Linked DNA regions of Triticum aestivum: region 2 is linked to region 1. A link is a contact called in public Hi-C data. All regions are on one chromosome and are shown on one strand. Each heading gives the region's core, a stretch centred on a gene start, on an enhancer-like site or on the middle of the called end of the contact. The rest is flanking DNA. Distances are from core to core; before and after follow the strand shown. Region 1 holds the start of LOC123122971 (probable xyloglucan glycosyltransferase 9). Region 2 has its middle 19 kb from the start of LOC123125609.

Region 1 (4,414 bases), core at 1,174-3,673:
TACGTACTCACTGCAATCCATATTAATTTTAGTGTATTAAATCAGCGACAACTAATATGGATACATAGGGAGTACTATTATTTGGCAGCCGCATCAATTGAAAATTTTCTATGACAAGTCGTCCCTAAAAAATACTCAGGGACCATTCTCTGAACATAGAATATTGGAGGGACGTTCTTGCCAAATGTGGGAAATCTTGTGCCCACAAAGCACACTATGTCACACTCACCCTGTTCCTCTCGTGTCAGAGAGAGAGACAGAGCAAATACAGTCATTGCCATCTTTTCGTCATGAATGACCAAATCCAACCCAAGTTTAGTAGCTTACCCACAGAAGTAACTTGAAAAAGTAAAGAAAATCCGCGGTTACTCTGGAAACTTGAACAAAGAAGCGAGCATAATGGACGATAAGACTTTACGGACATGAAATCTATATCTATACCTCTATATCTATATCTATATTTATACCTACTAATAAAAAAATAGGTATTCTTAGTCTGTCATACTATTTTATAGAAAACCCCCTGATGTTTCTTATATTAAACCCGCAGTACATATTAAATGTTTTTAAAAATATCCGTATCTTCTAAACCGAACTCCAAATTTAACATGTTATATATGGAATTTGATTAGAAAAATATATGGAATCTTAATAGGAAAACGCTTGTTTTAAGCCGGATGATTTTCCTCTGGCGTAAACCTCCTCGTACGCGCACCACGCGTCCCGTGGTGGCCCACCCACTGCCCCTCGATCGCTTTCCTTATCTCCAGCGGGAGGCACGCAGACCAGTCATTCTTTCCCCTTCCTCTGAACAAAATCCCCCTGCTTCTTTCCTGCTGGAACCCCTCCATGGATGCGTTCCTCAACCTCAAAGCAAGCTGGCGCGCCCGAGCTTCGTCCTCTCCAATACCTTACACAGCAGGTGGCCGGCCGTTTTTTAGGCGCTCCTGTGATGCAACGTTCATCAGGCAGTCCAATGGCTTCGATGCAGCTTACACACACGCCGGCTGTACAAGCCATTGGTGGAGCGACGCCATAGCACGCACCGGCGCTGCGCAACACTCGCCGCGCTACCCGTGTGAAGCTCAGATGGCTGTTGCCGCGGTGCTACTATGCAACGCTTTTTGTTGGTGCAGCGCAGCTATGATGCAACGCTCGCTGGCGCTGCAATCCGGGTTGGGGAGCGACGCTGCAGGGCGCACCCGTGCTAAGGTGCTGCGCTCTCCGGTGCTATTGGCCAGAAGCCAGAATGGTTTTTGCCGCGGTGCTGCTATGCAACGCTCGCGCCGCGCTGAGCTGCAGTTGAGCGTCGCCGGAGTCGTTGAAGCTGCGATGGGGATGGAATGGACTCCGTCGGAGCTGCAATGGAGCGCCGCCGGAGTCGTTGAAGCTGCGATGGCGATGGAATGGACTCCGTCGGAGCTGCAATGAAGCTCCCGCCGGAGTTGCAATGAAGCTTGGCGCGGCGGCGAGCTCGGTGTTGCAATGGAGCAGTTCCGGTGGCTCCCGGTGCTGCGATGCAGCGGTCGCCGGCGGCTCTAGGAGCTGCGTGCACTCGTCGGCGTGGGTGTGACGGCGCTGCAGTCGCCGGTTTTCTCTTTGCATCATCGTCGTTGCGGAGGTGGGTGTCGCAGCTGGTGGATGCAATACAAGAGAGGAGAAGGACGATGGTGGGCTGGGTTGCTCTAATCGGATGGGTCACATGCACCTAATCGAACGGCCGGCCAGGCGGATGATTTCTCTAGGAAGGAAATCATCCGGCTGATCCGTAGCAGTCACCATCTTAATATGATGTTATTTTACCTGTTAACCATTTAAAAAATACTATCCAGGATGCAATCTTAATAAACAGTGCATTATTCGTCTTTTTTTCATACTGGTACTGATCCGGATTGTGGATGAACATCTCAGCAAAATCAGAATTAGAGACGAAATTGAAGATCACTTGCCTGTTTCTTTGTACGTATTAAATCTACAAAGACATGTGGAATCTTGAACTTGCCCTTTTGTAGGCAAAGACCATTTTTGTTTGGTTCGTAGCTACAAGTACTCAGATTATAGAACTTTTTTTTTCTAAATTAAGAGCATGTGGTATTATTTTCTTCGGTTGCAATCGCAACGGCCTTTTGCTAGTTAAACAAAAAGTTGAAACATGCACAGGCTTTATCTTGTTCGAAAGCACGGGCCAAAGGGTAAAGCCGAGGTCGGTACCATGCAATTGCATGATGGATCCCACCCGGAAGCCAAACCACAGGAAACGCGTGAATTTCTCACCGTAATTATCTCCGGTAGCAGCAGCAGCAGCAGGAGTACGAAGGAAGGTAAATAAATAAATTAGGGAAAAAAAGGACATGCGGCGAAGTAAAAGGGAATTAAGGCAGGGAAAGACAAAGGAAGGAAGCGCCGTAAAATATTTGCCCCCACGGCCGGGCCGATCTCTCTCCCTCTGTCTGTCTCTCGAGACGCGTCGAGCTGTTCCCAGCCCGTCCCTCCTCGTCCTCTGCCCGCCGCCCTCCCCCCTCTTCTTCTTAAAGCTCTAATGGCAGTGGAGTGAGCTGCGCACTCGCACAGTGGAGTCTTGAGGTGGTAGTAGATTGGGGCGCGGCGGCGGCGGCGGTGGTGGAGTCCGAGTCGGAGGGGTGGAAAGGAGGGAGGAAGGAAGGGGCGCCGGGGGCCAGGAATAGTGTGTGGTAGAGTGGGCGCCTAATTTGGGGGCGGGGGGAACGAAAGGCCCAGGCCCTTGGCCGGAGGGAGGGCGGGGGTTGGGTTCTCGGACCGGCCATTCATGGCGCCGTGGACCGGCTTATGGGGCGCTAGGGCCGGCGCCGGCGCCGGTGCCTACCGGGGCACGCCGGTGGTGGTCAAGATGGAGAACCCCAACTGGTCCATCTCCGAGATCTCCCCGGAGGACGCCGAGGACGAGGACTTCCTCGTCTCCGGCGCCGGCGCCGCCCGCCGCCGCAAGGGCGGCCGCGGGAAGAACGCCAAACAGATCACCTGGGTGCTGCTCCTCAAGGCGCACCGCGCCGCCGGCTGCCTCGCCTCGCTGGCCTCCGCGGCCGTCACCCTCGGCGCCGCCGCCAGGCGCCGCGTGGCCGACGGCCGCACCGATGCCGACGCCGGCGCCACGCCCGGCTCGGCGGGCGAGAGCCCCGTGCTCCGCTCCCGCTTCTACGCCTTCATTAGGGCCTTCCTCCTCCTCTCCCTGCTCCTCCTCGCGGTCGAGCTCGCCGCGCGCTTCCACGGCTGGGACCTCGCCGCCTCCGCCCTGGCCCTCCCCATTATCGGCGTCGAGTCGCTCTACGCCTCCTGGCTGCGCCTCCGCGCCGCCTACCTCGCGCCGCTGCTCCAGTTCCTCACCGACGCCTGCGTCGTGCTCTTCCTCATCCAGAGCGCCGACCGCCTCATCCAGTGCCTCGGCAGCTTCTACATCACCGTGAAGCGCATCAAGCCCAGGCTCAAGTCCCCGGCGCTGCCGGACGCCGAGGACCCCGACGCCGGCTACTACCCCATGGTGCTCGTGCAGATACCAATGTGCAACGAGAAAGAGGTCAGTGTCGCTCGCTCTCAAGCCGCACCATTAATCCCCTTTCCAAATTCGCAGCCTCGTAACCAGCCATTGTTCGTCGTGCAGGTGTATCAGCAATCAATTGCGGCCGTCTGCAACCTCGATTGGCCGAGGTCCAACTTCTTGGTTCAGGTTTTAGATGACTCCGACGACCCGACGACGCAGTCGCTCATCAGGGAGGAGGTCGCGAAGTGGCAGCAGACCGGGGCCCGGATTCTGTACCGGCACCGCGTGCTCAGGGACGGGTACAAGGCCGGGAACCTCAAGTCGGCCATGGCCTGCAGCTACGTCAAGGATTACGAATTTGTTGCCATCTTTGACGCTGACTTCCAACCAAACCCCGACTTTTTAAAGCGCACTGTGCCACATTTCAAGGTAGATTCAGGGGAATGTTTGTACTACTACTTATATTGTTACCAATCGTTCATGGTTTTAGGATTCCAGTTCTGATTTGTCAATTGTTTTGCTGTTTTCAGGACAATGATGAATTGGGGCTGGTGCAAGCGAGATGGTCGTTTGTGAACAAGGATGAGAACTTATTGACTCGGTTGCAGAACATCAATCTTTGCTTCCACTTTGAGGTGGAGCAGCAGGTGAATGGTGTCTTCTTAAACTTCTTTGGGTTCAATGGCACGGCCGGCGTGTGGAGGATCAAGGCGCTGGAGGAGTCCGGCGGGTGGATGGAGCGGACAACAGTGGAGGATATGGACATTGCGGTTCGGGCGCATCTCCATGGCTGGAAGTTTATCTTCCTGAACGATGTCGAGGTATTGTATAATGAACAATTTCATCTGAATTGTATGTTTGACAGTTGTGCTGACCATTTCAATTGAGCTGAAATGTTTT
Region 2 (4,414 bases), core at 854-3,353, 36 kb before region 1:
CACACGGTATGTGTGGTAAAGCAACTTCATATTTGGAATGATGAAATTAAGCTGTGATCCTCTAGGTGATTAGATCATATATAATAGATAAAAAATCCAGAACAAAAGATTAGTTCATCAAGGGTGTGGATATTCTTCTGACATAAGAACTTTCCTATCACCAGAAAACTAAATAAACATCTTACAACATTATCCGCGTATTCCCATATTGCACGGTTCCACCTCGCCACAAACAAAAGGTCCAAAATAACAAAACGAGTTACACAGCTATTCTTAGCTCGAGCACAAATGAGCTCAGATGAACAGTAAAATCATATTAAAAAATTCAGATTTTTTTGTGTGAAACATTGACAAATGTTCTGAGTGCTTGCAAAATTTCATCATGAAATCACATTCTTGGAACCGTGGCAAAAAAATCAATGCTCCAAAAATGCCATTTTTCAAAAGCATTTTGGTGTGCTGATTTTATTTTATTTTTGCCGCGACTTACGAATGCCATTTCAACATGAAAATTGGCAAGCTCTCAAAACATTTGTTAAAGTTTGCCCAAGAAAATTTAAGAACTTTTTTTTTTCGTTAAATCGAATTTCCTGTTTAGAGCTCGCGTGCAGTTGAGAACTTTCCAACAAGTAGCAGCATATGAAAAAAAAAGCAGCATATGAAAAATATCACGAGAAGCGTAACTCTGCCGGCCAACCAAGCCGACCGTGAAACAAAGAAGCGCTGGTCCCTCTCCGCGTCCGTCCACCCCGCCCCTTCATCTGCATGCACGCACAGGCACAGCACGGGAGAGGCGACGCGTCTCGCGAATCCACGATCCGCCTGACACCTCTGATCAATGCCGCGATTCACCAGCCAGCCAGCCAGCCAGGGGTCCCGGCGATGGCCAACAGCTCGGCGGATCCGTAACGGAATCACTGTGAAGCCCGTGGGCGCGCGCGTGTCAACCGACCATCGACCTCTCCCTCTCCGCCCCGTCCGGCGTCCCAGCACCTCTCCCGGTGCCGCCACCTCTCGTCTGTGCCGCGTTACGTCGACGTGACTACGTCGGGACGCCGTCGAGCTCCTCTCGGTTGTCTTCAGGCTCAGGTTGAGAGGCAGGCGCCCCCTCGAATGGACCGAGCAACGGAACGAGAATCGTTCTCCCACGCGGCAGGTTGCTTGGACGAACGAACGCGTTCGCGACGGACAGCGACCGCAACGGGAGCTTCTGCTCGTTGTCTGCATGGTGCCGCCCAAAATGGACCGAACAATGCAAAGATCATTCGCCCATGCATCAGGTCGTTTGGAAGAGAACGGTTGTTGCCTCTCGCGTCCGGTCGCGTGTACCATCACAAATTGATGATGCTTGGTAGGAGTAGTACCTAGCATCGGCCTTGTTAGGTTAGCCCAAGAGCAAGAGGGCACGTGGATTCCGTTAACCATCAACACCTGCATTCATGGCTTCATGCCCAGCTAAGGCTACCCACAGTGGGAGTAACATAGGTAGTAACATCACACATATCTAGATAAAATAGATGATGTCGCAAGCAATAAATGAAGAAAGAGAGACGTGTGATAACATAGCTAGTTACTAGTAGTATGAATAACATCACACATATCAAGGCAAAATGTGTCTATAGTCTAATAAATAAAGTGTTGCATGTTACCACTATGAAGGTACTAACATAGAGTAGTAATATGGACATGTTACTACACTATGGAGGTAGTAACATAGAGTGGTAACATGGGCATGTTACTATGGCTGGTCTAAGCTAGCACATGCGCTCGTGTCTTGGCTCGAAAAACATTCCAGGAACCACGGCCTCGAACCCGGTGCACAAGTGTGTTCTTTCTCGTTAACTATTCGCAGAGGTATATGTTATTACGTATTACGAGCACCCCCTTGCCCAAAACGGTGAAAGCAGCAAGGCAACCACTTAACCTGGCTCGTCAACGGGGCTGGGTCGGCGCGGCGGCGGTGGGCCGGGAATCAAGCAGAGATCGCGGCGGTCGGCGAGGTAGGCTCGAAGGGTCCCGTCCCGGGGTCGAACCGAACGTGGCTGACCTGACCGACCGACCTCACAGGAGAGGAGAGGAGAGGCGACGAGACGACAGGAGGACAGCGCGGGTGGTCCGCCGGGTAAATGCCGATTTGGCCTGCATGTGGCGCGTTGGTGACAGGCACGCACGCACGTACGCCCGCCTTCCGGTTCAGCTGCCGCCCTCTTAATAATAAACAAATGAAAGCGAGATAAGGTTGTTTGTTTGTAGTACGTGCCACTGTTACCATCTGCGTGACCACTTGTACGTGCTACTACTACTCATTTGAGCGTTTGTCGGGTATTCCGGCATTATACAGTCAGAGTGCATTAGTGCAAGTCTAAGCACATACCATGCCCTGAAAGCACGAGGAGAGGTCGAGTGAAACATGTCGACTTTGTCACCCGTTTGCGCTAGCAAACATGGCATGGCGCCGTCCGAAGCCAGTGCCAGACGAGCCCCTCCGGCCGCTCGGCCAGACGCATCATCGTCTCGTCGTAGATGTGGAGCGCACGCACGTAAGGCAAAAGCTACACAAAAACATGGTCCAGTCCAGTGACAAGATCACAAAAGAAGATGCGGCATCAGCTAGAGTTGCGGCCGACCTCACATCACCCACATGCGCCTTCCCGCGACTCCAGGGACGCCAGCGTGGGCTACCCCGATCGAGATTGGACGCTAGCCACGACAGCTCCGGCGTACCATCACAGGGTCACTCCCATGCCGCGCGCGTTTCACTGGTTCTCGCAACGCAGCTGGTTTGCCTAATCCGGCGCCGGGAGCGGGAAGTTGCCAGTTTTGACAAGAGATCCGCCAGCACAGGAAAGAATCTTGGGCGCCTGTTTGCATAAACATATATACTCCTGCTTGAACGTGTGCGCTGTGAAGTCAAGAACAGTCATCACTCATCAGTGCTCATCTCATCCGGGGCGGGTTTTCAGATGAACGTGCTTCAAACAGAACAGATGTCCTTCCTTGTGTTACTCACTCGAACTTGGCCGACATACATACATGCCTTTGTCTCTCTGAACTTTTGTCATCCGCTCCGGGAACTGAAGCCAGGGGGTGTCGTTAATCCGACCACGAGCCTCGTGGGGAGTAGCTACACTATATATACTAGTACTAGAATGGAAAAACAGGTTCAAACCTGGCGGCCGTCGCGCGTAGCACCCCATTTCCGAGCCGAGCCATTAAAATTCTAAGATATGTTGATCTCGACATGGAAAAGGAAGCGATGAATCTGCCAAACATCGCGCAAAAGCTTTTGAAACGCTTTCAAAACCGGACGAGGACAGTGTCGATGGTCCATGCACTGCACTGCACTGCACTACACATGTTCGTCGGTTAATTTATTTAAATGGCCCTAAATGCATGCGCTGCTGTCGCCCCGGCGGTCTCGTCCCTAATCACGGGTCGGGTCTCGTCGGTCGCCTTTCGCCATCCTCTTTCCTTTCTCCTTTACTCCGGCACATGCGACACGACCGCCCCGGCTTTGTCAAGTCACCACTCACCTGGCCTCTACCTGTACGTGTTCGACTTCCACTTGCATCGCAGTTGGAGATATGCTAATTAATGCCGTAATTCGTGGTTCATGGCACATTCCCAGCATCAAGGCCAAAGATAAAACAAGCCCATTCCCATCATCAACGTAGGTAGATTGGTGGGAGGTCACGCTCATGCAAGGAGCAAAATAATCGGGGGTCTGGACGGTCCCAGTACCACGTAGGAACCTGATACCGCGGCCATGCAAGGAGAGCGCGTAGGCACCGCCCGCTGCAAAACGCACGTAGATTGGCGCGCCCGCGAGCGGCGTGGGCGGTTGGCACTTGAGTGAAGTCTGGTTTAAACCTTAAGATTGTAGAGCTCGTCGTGAATAAACCCTCACCTCAAATTCCCTGAAGACTGTACCCTGTACTCATGATCCTGGTCTGATCCCGACCTTGAACCTGTTTGGCAAACTGGGAAAAGTTCCATCCCACCCAGGATCAGAGTCTACTCTCACTTACATCCCTACCCCACGTGTCATATCATTGTCTATTCCTAGTGCCTTTCTCTTTCTCTATTGAAATCAACGTAGCCGTGCATGTGCCGCGCTGCTCCGCTTTGCCAACGTTATGCACCCCATGCGCCGCCGGGTCGCCCGTTGCCGACAACGTCGTGCGCTGCAGTCCATTCCAGGACCCGGGCCGTGCACCGGTAGTGGTCTGGTCGTGAGTGGAGGAGAGCAAGATGATGAAGTGCTACACGCACATCGGTGCGCCCCTCGCCATGAAGACGTGAAGTTCGTGGGGGTAGCATCGCATCGAGCTGCGTGTGCGACCACGGCTTCTGCTTCGTATGTGTTGAGACAGTTTGTTCTGCATGCAACGTTCAGGAACGTCTCCTAATCTTT

The links. A called contact is a pair of places that touch in the nucleus more often than the background predicts.
Region 2: a contact with region 1 is called in a Hi-C map of leaf, with 2.3 times the contacts expected there. The contact joins the enhancer-like site here to the promoter of LOC123122971 in region 1. A contact is called at or near these places in 2 of 5 Hi-C or Micro-C datasets (both in leaf).

Annotation. Positions count from the first base shown.
Region 1 is chr5D:480,997,993-481,002,406 of IWGSC CS RefSeq v2.1, reverse strand. It overlaps LOC123122971 (probable xyloglucan glycosyltransferase 9), which reads left to right and starts at 2,423. Exons shown (of 5, transcript XM_044543359.1): 1 at 2,423-3,550; 2 at 3,635-3,943; 3 at 4,045-4,335. The coding sequence starts at 2,786.
Region 2 is chr5D:481,034,115-481,038,528 of IWGSC CS RefSeq v2.1, reverse strand. No RefSeq gene overlaps it. Among protein-coding and RNA genes, the nearest start is that of LOC123125609, 19 kb to the left of the region's middle. Within about 2 kb of position 2,103, at least 5 of the 8 cell types and tissues checked have an H3K27ac peak or open chromatin away from gene starts, as enhancers often do. A contact at or near this core is called in leaf, where this site is marked.